5 separate regions of the Mus musculus genome follow, and all the other regions are linked to region 3. The links are chromatin contacts, called in public HiChIP or PLAC-seq and promoter capture Hi-C maps. All regions are on one chromosome and are shown on one strand. Each heading gives the region's core, a stretch centred on a gene start, on an enhancer-like site or on the middle of the called end of the contact. The rest is flanking DNA. Distances are from core to core; before and after follow the strand shown. Region 1 overlaps Bpgm (2,3-bisphosphoglycerate mutase). Region 2 holds the start of Akr1b3 (aldo-keto reductase family 1, member B3 (aldose reductase)). Region 3 holds the start of Agbl3 (ATP/GTP binding protein-like 3). Region 4 holds the start of Nup205 (nucleoporin 205). Region 5 holds the start of Akr1b8 (aldo-keto reductase family 1, member B8).

Region 1 (4,090 bases), core at 587-3,086, 280 kb after region 3:
TAGGAGAAAACCATGTGAGTAAATTGATACCCAAAATGGAAAACTTAAATAACTTATTTTCTACGTGCAGGAGTAGCTTCCGAAAGTCAATTTGCAGGCTGGGCGTGGTGGCGCACGCCTTTAATCCCAGCCCTCAGGAGGCAGACGCAGACGGATTTCTGAGTTTGAGGCCAGCCTGGTCTACAAAGTGAGTTCCAGGACAGCCAGGGCTATACAGAGAAACCCTGTCTCGGAAAACTGAAAAAAAAAAAAAAGAAGAAGAAGAAGAAGAAGAAGAAGAAAAAAAGAAAGTCAACCTGCCGGCACTCCCTCTAAGTCATGGTAACAAACTAGAACACAGGACACTGTACTTCAACCACAATGCCCCACCCAACACCTCTGGGAGAAGCACTTGAACAAATCCTGGCTTCTGCCAGAATGAGAACTCTGCTCTGTGACTCCAGCTCTCCGGGCAGTGCCTCACCATCCTTACAAGAATATAACTGGAATCTGTGCATCTGTGAGCAGTGCTTTCGAAGGTTGCCTGCTAGGAGGCACAAAACATGGAGCTATATGGTCCGTCAGATACATTAGGTATGTCACCACTGGATCCACCAAGAATGCACTTTTTACATGGGATTGCAGGTTATAAGGAATAAAGGTTAAAGATTCCCCAGCAACAGGCTTTTGCATGAGAGCACTCCAAGGAAGGTCATATCAGATGTGCATTTTTGGGTGACATTTCTGAAAGATCAGAAGGGGCACATAGGATCCACCATAGGCAGGACCTTGTGTGTCTCACTCATTCATGTGTACTCTAGCTCCTGGGCCAAAAGCAGGACTTGAATCACTGGGCCCTGGGCATACAGTTGAACTGAGTGAATTCTAACTTTCTTGGCTTTCAAGTCTAGTCTTTATTGTTGAAGCCTTGATTAAAGACTTTTCTCATTATGAACTGAGCAAGAAACGAGGTGTGGGAGGTGCATTTAAACAGTTCTTAGCCTGGAACAAAAAAGTTGTTTATACCTAGTGCTAATCAAGCAAACTGCACAAATCTGTTCTGTGTGTTCTTTGGCTTTTCTCTAAAATGCCTACAAATCTTTTAGCAGCAGGAAATGGGGAAAAGCAGCACTCAGGGACACAGGAGGAGTTGCTACAGGACGAAAGGAAAGCCCATATTTTAGGATTAAAAACAAAAAAGCAAAAACACCACCCAGCTTCAGTGAATCTGGTGGCAGCCAACTGTGAGACCCCCACCCACCCCTCTTTGTCCCCACTGGACCTATGGGACAACGACGCTGTGTATTCTTCTATTATCAGTAAGGGCTGAAAGAAGAGACTGTCCATTACAGGTGACCATACAAGTAAATTTAATTTTAGACTTCTAAATTTTTAGTTTCACATACATACAATTAAAAGATAGCCTGGGGAAACCAAAGAAAACAGGGTATTAAATTACCCTGTAACCTGATGGCAGGGTAATAGCTGCTGCTTTAAAATTAAGCAAGAGAGAGATGAATTCACCTTTCAGTTTTAGTTAACTTTTCATTCACTATAATTTACCAAATTTATTCACTTAAATCACTTATAATTTAAATAATGTATTCAAATAATTATAATTTAATTTGTTTAGTTAAATTACAGTTAAAATCTTACGCTATTTAAGAATAAAGGCTACTATAGATTTTGTAGGCTTGCATAAAAGCTAGCTCAGCTCTACCACTAAGCAATTATTTGTCTCCCAGGAAAGAGGGCTTGAACTCCATGATTCTGAAAATATCCTACTAAATGCCAAAGGTGACAAACACCTCAGCCGCCATTGGCAGCCAGCTCTAGCTGACCTTTCCTCTCATTTCTCTCATTTCACGTCACCTTGTGTCTGACTTGCTGTGTGTGCAGCTGTGTACACTTCTCCAGGGACAGAGTCCAAGTCTTATACAAATTTCTTGCCGCCACTCTTTATCCCTGTCTTGCATCTGCCTGATCCTGTGCTTAAACCAGACTAAACAATCTACTTCCTCTGGCAAGGTACAGACCACATCCAACACTCAGTTAGGTACTCGGCTTTTCCTTCAGTGTGGACCAGCAGGAAACAAACAGGAAGCAACTATGCCAACCACAAGAAAAAGAAACACACGCCTGTCTGGAACTGTGCACAACAGGTTGCTTTTAGCTCTCCCGCGGGCATTCAAAGTTCTCTTGCAGCGTTGTGAGAAGCACAACTGTCAGGGGCGAGATCGGCTTTAACCTGGACTTACTGACAAGATTGTAGGCAATTATTTATGGTTCTGAAAACCAGTGAAGCAGTCCCTGGGGGAATTTTCTTACTGTATAGTATCCCATGCCTTGTTTGTCTTCTGAAAATATTAAGCATTCTCAGATTACACGTAAATCGATCTCTAATAGAAATACGTTACTAGGCAGGTTACAGACCAGGCTCAGCAGACAGGGAGCCTGTCAGAGATGCTGCCACGAGGCTCCTAAAGTGGTGATCCTCGGGTAAGAATGTTAGCTAACTTCCAACCAGTAACATTGTCTTCAACTGTATTGCTCACACACATTGACTCCAAGAGGTCCATAACCTACTTCTAGCCTTACTAGATGATGTTAGAAGCACACAGATGGGTATGGGTGTGTGTGCGTGTGTGTGTGTGTGTGTGTGTGTGTACAAGTGGAAAGAGCAGATGAAAGCATAAGGCTATAGAATACAGTGACAAATAAGAGGTCATCAGTCTGGGATTGAAAAGCCATCAGAAGGCTTCACAACCTGTATAAGTAACACTGGCAAGGCTAACAAAATACACGGTCAGGCTAGGGTGCAGCTCAGTGGCAGGGCACTGGTCTGGAAGGTGTGAGCTCCTTGGGTCAATCCCCAGCACCATAAAAATAAAAATACACACAAACTCTTCCAGCATCTTCGGTGTAACATCTCATGAAGCAGAACTTTGAAGGGTGGCCCTGGCCTGCTGATGGCTTAGGCACTGAAGAGAGTCGGCACCACACAGCTCCAGAAGACTGAAAAGGCCGTAACAATGCCCACTCGAGTTTTCAAGACACAGGGAGGTGTGTTCATCTAATTCCACTGTGTGTATGTGGAGAGAGCAGATGGAAGCACATGGCTATAGAATACGGTGGCAAATAGGGGTCCTGGGATTGAATCCCACTCAGACGATCACTCTGTGGAACACAAACTAAGGTCCCGATTAAGGGCACTTCACTTACTGACTACACTGAATGAAGCCGGTCTCTTCTGAGGCACCATTTTCACTACATTAACACTAAAGCACCTGCCAGCCAGCTCCGTTAAGCTTCGTCTATAAAGGTGTAGGCACCTGCAGTGACGATGCCCAAGAGCCTAGCATCCCCTGACCCCGAGTCGCCTTGCAGACATGCAGCCTGCCTCTGCCACTCAGCTCTGCTTGGACCTTGTAGCTTGGTTCGCTCCCACGTGCCACATGCGTGGGCCGAGGCGGTACGCAGCATTCTCTGCTGAGGTTTCTTCACCTAGCATGCTGTGACGGATTCATCCACGGTACTGGGGTGTGAAAAAGCTTGCTTGTTTTAACTAAAGCTTCTGTCAAGCCTCCTGATCAGTGATTGATCCCATGAAATAAAGAAATAGGATTTGGAGACAGTAAACAACAGAGTAAAACCCAATATTGAGCTACTGCTCTCCAGAGAGCTAAAGGCCACACTCAGGTTTCTACATGAAACAAGATATCTGTGCAAAATGTCTAGGACTATGCTTGGCAGGAAGCATGAGCTCCACAAACAGCCTCTTTGTACAGCTGTGCCAGGGAGTGCCACTCACAGGCCACAGTGTTACAATGGCGGCAATAACGAAAGACTCATTTCCCCCAGGGAGTGCCATTCGCGGGCCACAGTGTTACAGTGGCGGTAATAATTAAAGACTCATTTCCTTGTATTAAGTTACCTTTTTAAAAACTGGTCGACCTGCTAGGGATGCTCTTGACTCCGCTGCTTACACTGTAATGTTCTGAAGAAAGAATAAGCAAGGAAAAGAGCCATTCTTCAGGGGGAAAACTTAAAATGAAAAAACTCCTGCTTGCAATCCTGCTTAGAAGCCAAGTAAATTGGTCTTGGGGCAGAG
Region 2 (3,902 bases), core at 1,254-3,753, 460 kb after region 3:
AATGGGATCTGATGCCTTCTTCTGGTGTCTGAAGACAGCTACAGGGTACTCGTCATATAATAAATAAATAAATAAATAAATAAATAAATAAATAAATAAATAAATATTAAAAAAAAAGAAATGTGTTTATAAAGGAAATAGTCTGACCAACGGTATCCTCTTTTGCTATGCTTTCTTCCTTTCTCAAAAGTAGTATGTCTTCTCCTCTTACTCCTTATTAAACTTGTCATCAAACATTTACATTGTATGTAAACTGCTGTTTACACACTTTGTGTCTATTTTTGTTTTAGCATCATTTCAAATACACTCTTTATTTATTTATTTATTTTTAAAACAGGGTTTCTCTGTATAATAGCCCTGGGTGTCCTGGAAATAACTCTCTCTCTCTCTCTCTCTCTCTCTCTCTCTCTCTCTCTCTCTCTCTCAGGCTGGTCTCAAACTCACAGAGATCTGCCTACCTCTGACTCCTGAGTGCTAGGATCATCTTCTTCTTCTTCTTCTTCTTCTTCTTCTTCTTCTTCTTCTTCTTCTTCTTCCTCTTCTTCTTCTTCTTCTTTTTAGATTTATTTATATGTAAGTACACTGTAGCTGTCTTTAGACATCTCAGAAGAGGGTATCAGATCTCATTACGGACAATTGTAAGCCACCACGTGGTTGCTGGGATTTTGAACTCAGGACCTTTGGAAGAGCAGGCAGTGCTCTTAACCGCTGAGCTATCTCTCCAGCCTACTTTATTCTTCTTTAAAGAAGGATATGATACATGCCCAATAAATTTTATAAAGATTATGGAGGCAACAACAGGAGTTACCAGGAGACTATTGTAACAGTGTCTCATCTTTAGTGCCATGATTGATAGGAGAATTCCACAGGTGTGCCTTTCTACATTTGACTGGCCCAGGCAAAATACTGTGTTTTAGAGGGTCAAACATACTTAGTTTATTTTGCAATAACAAAGCTTTTGCTACGTAGTGCATTTCCCTAGCTGGTGATGACTCCTCTGTGATGCCACCTGTCAGTAAAGACGCACACTTCGGTGGTGGTGGTAAGGCCTCTTTTATCTTTTGAGAAAGGATCTCGTTTAGCAACCAGGTTGACTACAACATCTCGGTCCTTTCCCCTTTATTTTCTTAATGTCAAGTAAAGAGATGTGAGCTGCCACACAGAGCAAGAGCATCACTTCACAAGACATCAATCAGCTCTTTGTGTTTGGACCCAGGAGGTTCAAAAGGCAGAGAAGTCTCTATGCCAAGAGGGATTTCACAGAGGACAAGTGGTGGGCGTCAGGTCACCTGTTATCTTACACAAACCAAATCCCCAGAACTAGACTCAAATTCAAATACTATTAATTAGAGAAAAAGTACACCAGAATTTCCACATGCCACCAGTTGTGGGGATTGGTTTTGTTAATAAAACTCAAGTGGAAAATATCTGTTCTTTATAAATTTTCCCTGGGGTGGGAGTGGAGAAGTGCCACTTTTTAAGAGGGCACCGACTGGAAAATCACCAGAATGGGATTTAGAGAGGTGGGGTTCCTGACTCATTACCTTGCAGATGCAGTTGTCCCTGTTGCGTAATCAGGGGGCAACTGGAGCATGACCCAGCAGAAGGAGACTGGAATGAAACAGACCATCACTCAGAGGGGTGTTGGACGAGTGCCAAAATTGCCGTCATAGTTCTTGGGGCAACTCAGATTATTTTAGGAAAAGTCTTTTGTTTTTCTACCTAATACAACTGATTTATTTCGTACCCCCTAACATGGAATCATTGCTGTATGAGAATGGACTTTTCCTACTATGGGATTGTTCACTTTTTTGTTCTCTGACTTTTCACTTTTCCTCCAGAGTTTAGCCAACTTATTATACTGGAACCTTCCGCTTAAGAGTCTTACTTTCCAAAATCACTTATGTGTGATCCAGAGATGAAACTTATGGGAGATCATAGCTTAACGGTTATGGATTTTTGCATCAAGTCTTGTTGAACCAGACTAAACATGTTCAGACACCGGTAGTGGTAGAAAGGTACTACAAACGGGTATTTCGTAGTTCTCTGCAAAACCGGTTGCAATCATTTTAATAGCGGGGATGGGAGTGCTTAAGTACACCTGAAATTTAACTTTTAATCTAAGGGGGGGGGGGAACGCTCTTAAATACACCTGACGCCTATCTGCTCCATCAGATTCAAAGCAAGATGTGTAAGATTCCAGAAGAGTGTCATTCTGAGATTAGAAAAGACACAGACGTCTTCTTCTGGGCTCGAAAACGAAACCAAAACTTCTCCCCAGTCTCCTTATCTCTAGTCTGCTGGTTATTTTCAGAGCTTTCCGTCTGGTGCTACAACAGCGGGCAAACACTGCCACGTGGGGCGCAAGCAGAGCAGCTGGAGAATTCCGTGCCGCTAGGACCTAGGGAAAGAAGCATCCTCGCCGACCCCTTCAGAACCGCGGCATCGACCAATCAGAAGGATCCGTCTCTCAGCCGTGCAACCAATGGCAGGCGTTCTTTCTACAGGCCGTTGGGGCTATTTAAAGGTGCGCGCCCGAGCCAGCGCTGCACATTTGCCGGTCCGGGTTTGTAACGTGCAGCGATCATGGCCAGCCATCTGGAACTCAACAACGGCACCAAGATGCCCACCCTGGGCCTGGGCACCTGGAAGGTAGGCATGCATCAGGGTGCGACCCGCCGCCCGCTGGGTGACCCTGAGCGGCCTGCGCGGAGCGGGGCTCGCGTGGCGGGGCCTGTGAGCGTATCTGGCTGCGGCCCGGCGTGTGGGGCTTCGGGCGAGCAGCGCTCGAGTCCGCGTGGGCGCCCCAGGTGGAGACACACCCACGGTGACCCGGGTGAGAGGGATTGAAGCAGAGCCCTAGATTTGTCATCTGGCACCTGTGGCGCCCCAGCCTCACGAGTGAATTGACCTCACTTGGCGCAGATGTTGCCCTCTCGGGAATGAGCCACTTGGGCCAATGGGCCTGAGATAATTAAATTAGCAGGCGAGAGCTTGCCAGGAACCAGCTTGTTTCTCTGTCCTCTAAGTCTCTGAGTGCAGTTCTTAATGGGTGCGGAACTCCTGGAGAATTAATCTGACTTCCGCGTTGCTGGGTGCCACCCACTAATAAGAAGACTTCAGGCGAGATATCCCCAAAACCTCAACACAACACAGCAGAGTTGAGAAGAGGGCCAGATACATCATAGTGAAATACAAAAAGAAAGAACCGATATTTAAAAACCAAAAATTATAACTGATTTGATTATTTGGCAACTAAGGAACCAATTTTTGGTGTTATTGCTGAAGCAGAAAAACCTAGCTCTTAAGCTACTTGCAGGGTAGTTGTATTATATATTATAGACCGATGCTGTGACCTCGATCTTTAAGAACCTTGAGTATGGTGGACCTGGGCACTTAGACACAGTGAAGGTAAGAGAAAATCAGGTAGGGTTGAATTTAAATGGTTTGAAACCAGACAGAGTCTGTTTCTACCCAAACTACAGTTAAAACAACGGGTAATGCAAATGGAGAATAAGAAACAGGTCATAGACTTGTCTTTCTCAGAACGTGTATCTAAGCCAGTAGATTAGCAAGTGCGGCTTTTGTTTCCTTACAGAGGGTCCTTGGTGACTGCAAAGGTATGATTGAATTACAACCGTGATACCAGGTTGAATTCGGTGTGGTGGAATGATAAGAAAGACGGTTTCCCTGCCATAGCAAACACAGCTACTGGACACAGCACACACAGGCACATGTAACTACAGTAGTTTTATAATACATGACCCAAATTATGGGTAGGATGATGATACTTTAATTCTGTCCCATTTCTCCAAAAACCAAGCTCATCGCTTTAGAAAAATCGTCTCATGGGCCAGCATTTTGAGATCAGTTCTGAGATAAATAAGGAGTAAGCATTCATA
Region 3 (4,354 bases), core at 1,531-4,030:
CCTAGATGCTGTCATGTTCCTGCCTTGATGATAATGGACTGAACCTCTGAACCTGTAAGCCAGCCCCAATTAAATGTTGTCCTTATAAGAGTTGCCTTGGTCATGGTGTGTCTTCCCAGCAGTAAAACCCTAAGACAATAGGGTATGGCCATGATAATAACTACAGAGAAGGGAGAAAGTTTAAAGGTTCTTGGAATACTTGGGGAAACAACTGGTGAATAAGATCACAGAAAGTTGTGGACTTAGAGAACTATATATCATTTTTGGAGAGATTTTAGAACTTTAAACATATGGTAATTTATACTTAAAAAAAATCTCCTTTAAAACAGAACAGGATGTAAGTACAGACACAATATCAAACACTATCTCCCTCCTCCTCCTCCTCCTCCTCCTCTTCCTCCTCCTCTTCCTCTTCCCCCTCCTCCTCCTCCTTTTTCTACTACCCACATCCTTTCCTTCTGGTATTGGAGTCACATTACTGTACTGTGGTGAAACCCAAGAACCTTGGCTGGAACACCAGGGATTTGAGTATGGTGCATAATATGTTGCAATAGATTTCGCACATAAGGAAGGAAGTAGATATGACTGTAAAAATAAAATCCTAATCATTATATACACACATTTAAATAGAATCCAGAATAATCTCACCCAAGATTTTCTCAAGAAAAATCCTTTCTTTCCCATTTTAAAAAATGTTTTTAATTAAAATAGAATTAGATCATTTTGCCCTTCCCATTCCTCCTGTCAATTCCTATTCCCCCTCCCCACTCTCAAGTTGATAGCCTCGTCAAGAAAAATCAACTCTTTTTCTTTCTTTCTAGACAGGGCACATTACACAATACATTTTTCAGTTATTTTCTAACTTCTATGACAAAAACAGACATCATCTGTTTTGTTTTTACATCAAATTAATTCTATAATGTTTTAATTGGAAATATGTGCTTGATACTACATTTTACCTCAAATTACGCAAAGTAAAAAAGAAAGACATACCAAGTCATCGTCATCACTGATGCTTCTATCTGAGTAGTCTTCCTCCTCTGAATCTTCTGACATCTCTTCTAGTGTCTTCCTCGGAATGTCTTTAATTATGTGAGTAGGCTGTAAAATGTCTAAGGAGATTTTTAACAGCTTTTCTTTTAAGCAAAGGTGTGCAGGTTCTGTATTAAATGAATACTACAAAACCTGTCCAATTGTATTTAATTAAGAGTGACAGATCTCTGAAAACTAAACTAGTAAGGATACAGGAAATTAATTTCAAATTCAAAGATTTTACAAAACTATCCGTTACTACAAAGCAAGCTTCCTAAACAGATATCCAATACCAGATGTTCAGTCCTACAAAGAATATACACATAAGCAATATTCAATAGGCTTCTGCAAGTTGCATTTATATATTTATTTAAACACACAATGATAATAAATAGCAAAAGAGGATATGTATCTGAGAGGGTTGGAAGGGGGATAAATGATGTAATTATATTTTAATTAAATAAAAAATTTAAGATGATGAGTGGATATGGAATGGGGGTGTGAATTTTAGAAGAGATGAAGGGGGATATATTTATAACCTGTCAGTATGTTTTATGAACAAAAATAAAACTTAAAAAATCTGTTGAAACAAGAGAGACAAATCACGTAAATAATTTAGTTGAAAAACTTCCACAGTATATAGCCAGGCCATTTACATTTTATATTCATAACTAAACACTACACTGCAATAGTAAATGGGGATTGTCTTCACGCATTAAAAAGTACACAAGAAAAGTTATAATTATTCAGACAATAAAATGTAGCAATAGTGTAAAAACTTTCCCCTTTCTCTTGAACTTTCAGTTGACCCGAGCTTCAGTGTGTATAACTTAAGTTTCTCTTTAACCGTGATCATTACTGTATATTTAACTTTTAAAGCCAATGACACCATTTGTATTGGAATAGCTACCAGAAGGTCCGGCTGGAGATGACCACTGTTGCTTCTAGGCAAGCCTGAAATTGGCATTTTACTAAAATGACATTTTCCTCCTGCTACACATGCCAGTGATTGTGCCTTTGGGGATAATACAGTTTTAGGTATACGTTTCCTCTTTTCTTATTTGCAATGAAATCATCCTTGCCAAGCTTTTACACTTTGGAGGACACCAAAAGAATTTACCAATTTCACAACTACTGGTGTTTGGTTCTCTCTAAAAGCGAGCCTTTTGACCACCGCCGACAAACACCTTCTCAGCCCCCGGTTGACGTCTACAGACGAGCGCGTTCGGGGGCGCGGACGGCGCGGAAGGCCTCGCGAAGCTTCATCATAAACGCCAACTGCAGTCGAGAGAGCGGTTTCTAGGTGACATCTCGGGGCGGAGACCGAAGCTTCAGCCCCGGATGACGGCTCGAAATTACGACAACCCGCCGGGACGCCCGGCGGCAGCTCCTTACGTGCGCGGACGAGGCGTGCAGGCGCTAGGCGCCGGAAGCCCGCGGACGCCGGTCCGCGCCCGAAGCGGCGAGCGGGGGGCGTGCGGCCGCGCCAGGCCTTCTCTCGGGGCGGGACCCGCGCGGAGCCTCCTCACTCACGCGGGCCCCGCGCCGTCCCGCGCCGAGGGCCGCATTTCCCCCGCTCCCCGCTGCCTAAGCGGCGCGTCCGCCGCCCGCCTCGTTCCCTGGGCCTCTTCAAGTCCGCCGGTCGTCCCACCCCTGCCGGGAGAATACTTTAGGATGTCCCCCAGGCACCGGGCGACGACAGGGTCAGAGCAAATGCCATCGAAATTCAGCGGTCGCTGAGAGAGCAGGCCGCTTGTTGCCAGGGCAACGGCTGTACTCTCGCGAGACTTTGGGGAGCTTTAGTGATTTCTTCCTAGGGACAGCTGTGAAGGTGGTGAGGTTTTTGGCGGGAGACATTGATGCTAGGGGATGATGGGAACTCCTGGCTTGGCTTATGGTATGGACCGGTTTGAGCATTGCAGGAGGGAGAGTTTAGCACTGGGGAAGATGCGACTGCAGTTTGTTCTGAGTGACTATAACTTGTTTGCTAGGTGCCTGCGCTGAGAAGGCAGTAGAACATACAGTTTAAGGCTTGTGTCTAGAGCCCCCCTTGACTTTTAACAACCTGATGACCACGGGCAAGTTAATTTTCTGAACTGAACCTTATTAATAAAAATGAACTAATTTATTTGAAGTTAAAAGGTTGAGTTCTATTTTGCACAATTATAATTCATTCTTATTCTGGAAGTGAGACTTAAAATACTTGATTTGGAGGAGTCATGGTTATATGTATAAGGGTAAATTCTCAAAAATTTCATCAGCTTAGAAATTCTTTGTTAGCCAACACTTTCACAAAGCAAATCTCCCACCTTGCCTTATTTAAGTCAATAAGACCCCCACAGCAGTCTTAGGATCTGTGTTTGTGTGTGTATATTTAACCCTGATTTGTTGGTCACTTTTCACTTTGGTGGATAATACAGTTGGAACAGTTTTCCAAGTAAAGTTAATAAAAGAAAAACCCATATAGACAAAAAGAATGAGGAGGTGTTCAGTGCCCTCATGGTTCGCATTAAGCGCTTCAGTTTCAGCATGGAAATGGGTTAGCATCTCTAGATTTGTTAACTTTCTGGGAATGTGTTTGTGTCAGACCTTGAGACTTTCTGTTTCTTTGGGCATTGGCCTGAGGAAATGAAGTGTGCCATTGATCACACTTGTTTGAAAACTAGTCTTCATAGTTAGTTGTGCTTGGTTTTATGCCATGTGTATATCACTAACGGAGACAATGCTCAGAGACTCTCTGGTTTGAGGGTATCCTCAAAGCTCCAGTACCGAAATTTACTTGCTCCTGTGGATATGTAAGAACAGAAACATAACCCTACTTCTGTTTATATGTGGGGCCGTTCAGGGGTAAGTAAGATGAATGAGACCATCGGCGTGGAGTTCTCATAATTAAAACTTAGTGGCTCTATAGGACAACAGAGGGCACCCACTCCCAGTTTCTGCTAAGGGGTACCATTTGGTCACTTGGGACTCTCTGCCTGCAAGTCCGTCACCAAATGTGTTCCCTTGGCTTGTACCACTAGAATCACAGTCAAGCTAGACTTTTCTTAAAACATCCCCCGCTGGTGGTATTGTGCTGTTGGACAGTAAATAGGGTAAGCCAGTTTGTTTTATATGGAATCTATTGTTTTTTGTTGTTGTTGTTGTTGTTGTTGTTTTGTTTCTCTTTACTCATGGATAAAGGCTATAGGCTGTCAGGTTCACAAGATGGAGCTCCAAGAAACATCCCAGCCAGATAGGGAAGAGGCAAAGATAGGACTTAAATCATGTATGTATGTATGTATGTATGTATGTATGTATATTCAGCCCAACTATGCACATT
Region 4 (3,945 bases), core at 1,125-3,624, 400 kb before region 3:
AGGCTTGCTTTTCAAAAATTTTAGTAGTGCATTTATTTAACTATGGGGGGGGGGGCACAGCAGTGCAAGGGGCAAGCCATGATGTGATGTCATAAAGTTGTGCTTAAAAGCATTAACTGTTTAATTTTGGAGAATTGTTTAACCACTAGAGGTCTTTGCTTCCAAATTAAATCTGAGATATTTAATTGCACTACTGCAAATATTATACACACACACACACACACACACACGCATACATATGGGGTATAAAGGGATTAAATGAGATAAAGCAAGCCTAACACTTGTTCTGGTGATGGGACATAGTACTAATTAAATCACCACCACCTCTCATTTTTCTAGCCTTGGTGACTGCCATCCTAATTCTACTTTTTTTTTCTTTAGTTTAGCTACACTAAGTTAAATATCATTGTTGTGTGTAGAGTCTTGTGTCTGTTGAGTATCTCACTCAATGTCCTCAAAGATCATACATGTACATGTGACAGTACTGCCTTCTTTTTAAAACTGAGTAATATGGGCTGGTGAGATGGCTCACCGGGTAAGAGTACTGACTGCTCTCCCGAAGGTCCTGAGTTCAAATCCCAGCAACCACATGGTGGTTCACAACCACCCATAAAGAGATCTGACGCCCTCTTCTAGTGCAGATGAAGTCAGCTACAGTGTACTTATGTATATTAATAAATAAATCTTTAAAAAAAAAAAAAAAACTGAGTAATATTCCTTTGTGTGTTCATCATGTTTCGTTTATCCACTCACTCACTCATCATCCATTCATCTATGGATGCTTCAGTTCTTCCCAAAGGTGACAAAAAATAACTCTCTTGACTGACTCCTGGCTTTTTAAAATGCTTTCTTTTCTTGAGGCCAATCAAAGCTCTCCTGTACACACTATACTCCTGGGAGCTAGTGACAACTGTCAGTGGCTTGTGTTTAATGGTAACTCAGGATATTATATGCTATAAATGTATGTAACAGAACTATTACATGGAAGCCTGGCTTTTCAAAAAATCTAGTAGTGCATTTAATTTAACTACTTTGAGGGGGGACAAGCATGATGTAATGTCATAAAGTTGTGCTTAAAAGCATTAACTGGCTGGGCAGTGGTGGCGCATGCCTTTAATCCCAGCACTTGGGAGGCATAGGAAGGTGAATTTCTGAGTTTGAGGCCAGCCTGGTCTACAGAGTGAGTTCTAGGACAGTCAGGCCTTCACAGAGAAACCCTGGGGGGGGGGGGGGGGCGGGGAAGAAAAAAAAAGGCATTAACTGTTTAATTTTGGAGAAATTATGTAATCACTGGAAGTCTTTGCTTCCAAATTAAATCTGAGATATTTAATTGCATTACTCCAAATATATAAATGAAATACACACATACACCAGGTATAAAGGGATTCAACAATCAAGACTAACACTTGCTCCAGTGAGCAGACAATATGTTGTCAATACAACAGAAAACTTCATTTCTACAGAACAATTTACCATACCACTTCTGAGATGGTTTATGTACAAAACTCAGATTTAGGTAATTTTCAAAAAATACTGGTAAACTGGCAAGAACCAGTACCAAAAACAGTTTAAAAACAAAACAGTCCTGCTGAAAAAGATGGTCCGTAAACGTTTGCTATGTTGCCTCTTAATTGTACTCATGAATCGAGTGTCTAAAGCCGTGTTCAGGAGTGCCAGACCTCGTACGAAATGTTTGACATCTAAGTCCTCCCCACTAACGACCGGCACCGTGTTCCTGGAACCAGGACAAATCAAAACCCATCCACTTCTTCAAGCATCTCTGAGGGGTTCCAATTACCAAAGATGACCCCAGCCCCAGCTTTTTCACAGCGATGTCACCGTCCGCCGTGGCTGTGACAACGGTGCAGGGCGGCACGTGCTGAGCCCGTGGCACCGCCTCGCGGCTGGCAAGACCTCCTCACCCCCATGCCCCATGACCGGCCCACGGCCCCCTTCCAGACCAGCTTCCTTCCAGCCTCGCCTGGGTCCCACAGCCCGGGACTTGAGCCGTACCTCGGCGGTAGATGGCCTGCCTACACCTGAAGGATATTGGGGGGACGAAGCGGCTTCGGGGGCGCGCGCCTGGCTGCCCGGGACCCCGCCGCTCCGCCTCCCCTTCACACGCCCGTTTCGAGGGCCAAACTGTCGCCGCGCCGCGCGCCATTCAAACGGAGGCGGCGCGGGGCTGCAGGCCGGAGCGCGGCGAGAGCGGGCCCTGCGCACACGCTCGCGCCCGCACTGCCAACGGCCCGACTGCACCAGCGCTCCCCACTCGCCGGCCCCGCCCCCCGTGGGTCCCCGCGGGTCCCTCGCGGGCCCGCCGCGCTCACCCGAATTTACCGCCAACAGCGCCGCCATCTTGGAGGAGGACTGAGAGAGCGCTCCTGCCGCGGGGAGGACCCCGGGCCCGAGGGCCTGCCCGCGTCGACGCCTGAACACAAGGGCGTCCCCAGGGCCTCCGAGAACGCCATGCGAGGCTCGAGCGGGTGTGCACAAGGCTCCCCGCCCTGCTCTGGCCTAGGGCCATCGAGTCTAACTGCGACCATTACCGTTAAAACAAGCCGAGGGCAGCCGGTTCGGAGACTAGCTGTGCAATGCATCATGGGACCCGTAGTTTTATTTCGAGTGAGCCGTGCAGTTGACTAGTGTTCAAAAAAGGGAAATCAGTGAAACTGAAAAAGTTCTTGCTGGGCGTGGTGGCGCACGCCTTTAATCCCATCACTCGGGAGGCAGAGGCAGGCGGATTTCTAAGTTCAAGGCCAGCCTGGTCTACAAAGTGAGTTCCAGGACAACCAGGGCTATACAGGCTATATACCCTGTCTCAAAAAAAAAAAAAAAAAAAAAGAGAAAAAATTCTCATGACCTTCATTTCAAGTTAAATTTTATTTGAATAGCCATCCCCCTTACCTTAAGAGAGTAGAGTGAAGTGAGTAAGTGATTAAGGAATTTCTATTTAATAAGTATATTCTGTAGACATAATCACATTGTGCTTCGAAAATTACAGACAGGGCCTGGAGAGATGGTTCAGAGGTTAAGAGCACTGAGTGCTCTTCCAAAGGTCCTGAGTTCAAATCCCAGTAACCATGTGGTGGCTGACAACCATTTGTAATGAGATCTGACGCCCTCTTCTGGGATGTCTGAAGACAACTACAGTGTACTTACATATAATAAATAAATAAATCTTTGGAAAAAAAAAAGAAAATTACAGACAGCGACAAAATTTGAGTACTGCCTGCCTGACTTCAAAAGTGTCACCCATTTGCTTCCTCATCCCCAACATGTTGAGTCAAATTCGACATAAATTTCACAAACACCAAATGTTTTTTCTACCTAAGCAACCAAAACTACTAAACTTACTCGTTAAATTTAAAATTTGCTAGCCGGGCGTGGTGGCCCACGCCTTTAATCCCAGCACTTGGGAGGCAGAGGCAGGCAGATTTTCTGAGTTCTAGGCCAGCATGGTCTACAGAGTGAGTTCCAAGACAGCCAGGGCTATACAGAGAAACCCTGTCTCAAAAAAACAAAAAGAAGAAAGAAAGGAAAAACACGTTACAGAATAGAATGGAAGCGGGCTAGTGAGATAAGAACCTAAAAAGCCTACTAAGTAACTTCTACATACGTTAGAAGTACTAATTCTGTCTTAAGCTTTCATTAAGTCTACTGTAAAATATAATGATTTCTGTGAATGATTGATGTCAGTAGCGATCTGCTTGAAAGCTCTTCGCTTATATTTGGAAGCCTTCAATGGAGAGTTCTAAGCCAAGCACCTCTTTCACTAGCGACTGACCAGACTGCCCTTACAGCAGCCCTGCTATTCTGGAGAGTTTACAGACACCCTGGGGATATGCTCACATTTGCACAGCTGAAGACATGCTCCAGTCATGGTCACTCCACAGCCTGTACTAGCCTTTGAATGCACTGGAATTAGACTAGCCTAAGTGAACT
Region 5 (4,332 bases), core at 1,400-3,899, 430 kb after region 3:
GATACCCGATGTTGGTGCTAGGAACCAAATTATGGTCTGCTGCAAGAGCAGTAAGTACTCTTAACCTCTGAGCCATGTCTCCTGCCCCAAGACCCACCCTTAAGGGCAACCCTAGCATCTGAGTGGCAAAAAGATCTCACTGACAGAAAGCATGAAAACAAGAGTATTCAAATCTCAAAGGAGCCATCCTTGTTATGGGAAAACTAACGTAGGAGGATTGGCCAGAGGCATCAGTTCTGGCTTGGAGCATGGATATTTACACCCAAAGATAGAGTGAGAACAAGGAAGGTTAGGAGAAGCTGGAGAGGGCTCTTGGTATGGACCAGAGTCTACCTGCTTTGAAGTTTCATCCACCAAGTGGACCATTGTACCTTGCTGACAATGAAGAGGTCCTCCCGCTGCACAGCCTTCTCTTTGATCTTCTCTTGGATGGCTTCTCCCACCTCATTCTCGTTGCAATAGGCATACGCGCAGTCGATATGGCGATACCCAGCGTCAATGGCCGCCTTCACAGCTTCTTTGACTTGGTTTGGGGGAGACTGAAAGGCAATAGAAAAGGCCATTGCAAAGGACACTCTTATACCAAAACCTTCCTCAACAGGCTCCACACAGCCCAATTTCGCCAAATCCCTGCAATGCTGGCGGGTGAGGGACTGGGGAAGAAAACAAACTTTTCAAAACAAGAAGAAAACCGTAATGTTCCCCCGTCCCGTGTTCTATCGGAGATAAAAGTCAGTTTCCATCTAATGTACCCGGTCTTAAAGGAGCTCTTGTTTCTGGGGTGACAGATGCCTGCCACTGCAAGTTGCTGAAAGCCAGACTTAACTCTGCAGTGACCCAGAGGACTTCAGCCCCAGACCGTGATAAGAATGTGAAGAATGGTTGTCTTATGGTAAATCCAGACTTGACCACACAGCAGCTGTGCTCAGGAATGAAGTACAATCGACTTTTTTTTTTAAAGCAGAAAGCCAAACTACTGGGTATGGTGGCCCGTGTATGTAGTCCCAGTATTTGAGAAACAGGAGGATTTTGAGTTTGAGGCTAGCTTGGGGCACATAGCTGTCCCCAAAATAAAACATAAATACGAAAAAGCCTTTCATCACCAAAACAACCAGCCGAACAAAAAACTACTCTTCTTTCACCAAATCTAGAAATATCTTGGTTAAGCATCAAACACAGAAAAGCTCCAGAGAGATAGCCTGCTTCCCTGGGATCAGAAGTGACCCCTAGCGGTTCAGAAGTACCTGGGCCTTCCAATAGAATCTTGCCTGCCAGCATTCCTTCAGATAAGAGCAGACTCTCCCTCTATGATACCACCTCCTTATCTTGACAACAACTCCCTTGTCAAGCGCTCGGTCTAATCTTTGGATTTCTGTGGGTTACTTCTGGTCAGAGTGCTTGACAGCTTGGTAGAAAGTGAAATGTCTAATTTGGAGCAAATTCGAGGTTTTAAACCCAGTGCTGAATCAAAGAGAGGCCCCACCTCTGTCCCATGATCAGAAGAAAAAGACAGTGCAAAGATCGAGAGACAGAGGCTAAGCGAGAGACAGAGGCTAAGCCACCAGGACAAGAGACTCGGACTCCAAAAACAACTCCTCCTGGAGGTGGCTCACACCTGTGATAACCTCTAGAAGCTGAGGCCGGAGGATTGCAAGTTCAAGGCCAACCCAAGCTATAGAATAAGTTCTAGGGCAGCCTAAACTGAAGTGTAACTCCCAGTCGCCAGAAATCAAATAGAGACAGCTCCTGGAAACTAGCTGACCACTGTCCTGTTATCACGAAAGGAAATAAACCCAAGGACAAAGTTAGGAGATGGAACAATGTCAGACTTGTCTCAACAGAAGTGGGAAGGGCCTTGGAGCATTCTTCCAGGAGAGCACACTGCCAGGCAGGATCTGAGCTCAGGCTCTGTCATCTTCCTGCTTAGTTTGATGTGCTCAGAAAATGGTGTAGTGTCTTGGTAAGGTGCAGGTGCCAGTAGCCTGTGCTAGGGTCTGAGACTCCACCTTTCCCCCAGGCTTCCAGGCCACAAGCTGCAGAGTCTTTCCCCCACCAAACAGAGCTAGGTCATTTGGAGCTTTTGGTGTCCTGCCACTGAATAACTCAGCCCTGGCTGTCCTGGAACTCACTCTGTAGACCAGGCTGGCCTCTGGCCTCAAATTCAGAAATTCGCCAGCCTCTACCTCCCAACTTCTGGGATTAAAGGCATGCACCACCACTGCCCTGCTTCAAACCAGCCAAAACTTATAAAACTTTAAGTGTCTCATGAGTTCAGAAGAAAGCTTGTTAAGAGGGTAACTGGCAAGTTCGGGAAAACTTGAAACCTGACACTTCACAGGGATATCTCTGCTGGAAAAAGTCTGTCAGAGCTTTGAGGTCTGAAACAGCACAAAAGGCAAAACCAACTTGTGTTCTGTCTCTAGGGTTCCAAACTCCCAGTAGATGTCATAAAAAGAAGAGGAAATGCCAAGACCAGGTGCCCAAGACTGCGCACTCACCTTCCAGGTGCCCAGGCCCACAATGGGCATCTTGGCTTTGGTACTGAGTTCCACGAACGTGGCCATGGTTGCTGCCAAAATCTTGCTGAGAGCAGATGTCTGTGTCCTTGTTAATGAGACAGATGGAGGCTTTAACGTCCTGGATGAAGAGGCCGGCTCTTACTGCAAGCGCCACGCCCAGACCCCTCCCGCCCCCGCCCCCCCTCCCGCAATGAACCGGAAGTTCATCCCAGTCTTTTGTAAGCTTTTAAGAGTGTGAGTAAAGATTAGTCATAAACCAGAGGGAAATCTCCCTGATGCAGAATATAAATTACTTTGTAGAGCTACTTAGAGGTGTATGAGCCTTAGGCGCATGGGGTGAAAGATCCTTCGAGCTATATTGCTAGCTATGTTTGGGTTTCCACAGTGTGTGGAGAATATGTATGGGTTTCCACAGTGTGTGGAGAACGGTGGAGCCTGTAGGTATTCCATGAGGTTGAGGCAAGTAAAAGTTTTCAGAGGCAAAATGGGAGGCTGCATAAATTATTTTGAGCTAACTGTTGCTGATCACAAAAGATCAATGACAGGGGCGCTTGCAGAGGAGGGGGGAGGGGAGAGAGGGGAGGGAACGGGAGAGGAGAGAGTGTTTTCTGACCCTCTTTTTGTTTGTTTGTTTGTTTAAGTTTTACTCATCTAATTGATGGAAGATTGTGAAAAGCAAATTTCCCCTGTTAACCACTAAGACCTTTCTTTGATAATATTCTTTCTCTCTCCCTCTCCCTCTCTCTCTCTCTATCCCCCCTCTCTCTGAATTTGAAATTTGACAAGTTGTCTAACTGTATAATTATAGTGAGCTTTTACATTTTTTTTGCTTACATTTAAAAACCAGACTTTTGTGATTATATTCTGTTTCACTAAGGACAGCATGAAAAAGAAAGATGCGAGCATAAACATCCTTTTCTGTCACTCGGATGCCATTGCCCGGTGCAGTTTCCTGGGCTCTTCTCAGCCTGTGTCAGCTTCTATGCACCGCACCACATTTTCCAAAGCTGACACCACAAGGCTAGCTTTTCTACACGTTTATAGTGAGTCATTTCAAAATTGCCTTTATGTTAAACATTTTAACGTTGCATTCTATTTTATGGTAATTTATTCTACCATTTCCACTATTCTTAGGTCTCTTGCTGATTTCCAGCTGGTTTCTATTGTGTATAAATAATATTTCAAGAAATATCATTGCAGTGAAGCATTGGGCCTCATTCCCTGGGGATAGATCTTTAGAAGTAGGAATATAGACTCAAATGAAGTTTATTTCAGTTTATCACACAAGGTATAGGTCAAAATTGATTTTTTTTCAAAATGGCAATTTTCAGTCATTTATAGAATAATACATTCTCACCTCCATGTTTATAGTTTTTCAAGAATCATATGTAAATGTTCTTGACTTTTACTTTATTGATATTATAAAACTAATGCATGTCCTCTAGAAAGAAAAACCAGAAAAATCAGAGTAAACAAAAGATTTTACGGGAGTTATAAGAGAATAAAAATTATCATTTTCCAATATTGAAATACTTATCAGCAATAACCTTGGGGTGTAACTGGAATACCTCACTGATTCAAGAAGTCCCAGATCATAGGAGCTCTGGTCTCCAAGGTGAGCCTAGGGCAGAAATAGCAAGCTCAGGATGGAAGCCCTGACCCACAGATGCCCAGGGACAGTGGCAGGTAGCCAGGTGTATGCCTAAGCCACCTTCAGTGTGTCTCCAGAACAGCACAGAGAGAGGAACTGAAATGTCTGGGGAAACTGACTGAAGGGGTTCACAGGCTGATTAGAAATATTTACAGTCAGCAC

Evidence for each region. Promoter capture Hi-C pulls out the DNA fragments that hold promoters and counts their contacts. HiChIP or PLAC-seq counts read pairs in DNA pulled down with a chosen protein or histone mark.
Region 1: an HNF4G HiChIP or PLAC-seq map of pancreatic cancer cells shows a contact between it and region 3. The contact joins the enhancer-like site here to the promoter of Agbl3 in region 3. A contact is called at or near these places in 9 of 39 promoter capture datasets (the HPC-7 cell line, Sertoli cells, cranial neural crest and 5 more), 14 of 484 Hi-C or Micro-C datasets (the 3T3-L1 cell line, 3T3-L1-derived adipocytes, CD4 T cells and 11 more), 9 of 115 datasets of contacts at active chromatin or transcription factors (DN3 thymocytes, T-cell acute lymphoblastic leukemia, effector CD8 T cells and 6 more) and 4 of 9 other capture datasets (adipose tissue, embryonic stem cells, liver and 1 more).
Region 2: a promoter capture Hi-C map of pre-B cells shows a contact between it and region 3, with 9 times the contacts expected there. The contact joins the promoter of Akr1b3 here to the promoter of Agbl3 in region 3. A contact is called at or near these places in 12 of 39 promoter capture datasets (the HPC-7 cell line, cranial neural crest, embryonic stem cells and 7 more), 5 of 484 Hi-C or Micro-C datasets (the C2C12 cell line, CD4 T cells, centroblasts and 2 more), 11 of 115 datasets of contacts at active chromatin or transcription factors (acute myeloid leukemia, astrocytes, bone marrow-derived macrophages and 6 more) and 4 of 9 other capture datasets (adipose tissue, embryonic stem cells, liver and 1 more).
Region 4: a contact with region 3 is called in a promoter capture Hi-C map of pre-B cells, with 4 times the contacts expected there. The contact joins the promoter of Nup205 here to the promoter of Agbl3 in region 3. A contact is called at or near these places in 3 of 39 promoter capture datasets (hippocampal neurons, liver and pre-B cells), 4 of 484 Hi-C or Micro-C datasets (embryonic stem cells, pre-B cells and regulatory T cells) and 2 of 115 datasets of contacts at active chromatin or transcription factors (memory CD8 T cells and pancreatic cancer cells).
Region 5: a contact with region 3 is called in a promoter capture Hi-C map of liver, with 5 times the contacts expected there. The contact joins the promoter of Akr1b8 here to the promoter of Agbl3 in region 3. A contact is called at or near these places in 16 of 39 promoter capture datasets (the 3T3-L1 cell line, 3T3-L1-derived adipocytes, the HPC-7 cell line and 10 more), 5 of 115 datasets of contacts at active chromatin or transcription factors (bone marrow-derived macrophages, embryonic stem cells, extraembryonic endoderm stem cells and 2 more) and 2 of 9 other capture datasets (macrophages and pancreatic islet).

What each region holds. Positions count from the first base shown.
Region 1 is chr6:34,493,222-34,497,311 of GRCm38.p6, reverse strand. All of the region lies in intron 2 of Bpgm (2,3-bisphosphoglycerate mutase), which reads right to left. Among named protein-coding and RNA genes, the nearest start is that of Gm52898, 17 kb to the left of the region's middle. Within about 2 kb of position 1,836, at least 68 of the 459 cell types and tissues checked have an H3K27ac peak or open chromatin away from gene starts, as enhancers often do. A contact at or near this core is called in DN3 thymocytes, the HPC-7 cell line, effector CD8 T cells and 4 more, where this site is marked.
Region 2 is chr6:34,316,090-34,319,991 of GRCm38.p6, reverse strand. Akr1b3 (aldo-keto reductase family 1, member B3 (aldose reductase)) reads left to right here and starts at 2,503. Exons shown (of 10, transcript NM_009658.3): 1 at 2,503-2,652. The coding sequence starts at 2,587.
Region 3 is chr6:34,778,858-34,783,211 of GRCm38.p6, reverse strand. Agbl3 (ATP/GTP binding protein-like 3) reads right to left here and starts at 2,780. Exons shown (of 20, transcript NM_001289656.1): 1 at 2,153-2,780; 2 at 994-1,112. The coding sequence starts at 1,056.
Region 4 is chr6:35,176,045-35,179,989 of GRCm38.p6, reverse strand. Nup205 (nucleoporin 205) reads right to left here and starts at 2,374. Exons shown (of 43, transcript NM_027513.1): 1 at 2,331-2,374. The coding sequence starts at 2,358.
Region 5 is chr6:34,352,463-34,356,794 of GRCm38.p6, reverse strand. It overlaps Akr1b8 (aldo-keto reductase family 1, member B8), which reads right to left and starts at 2,649. Exons shown (of 10, transcript NM_008012.2): 1 at 2,499-2,649; 2 at 372-539. The coding sequence starts at 2,564.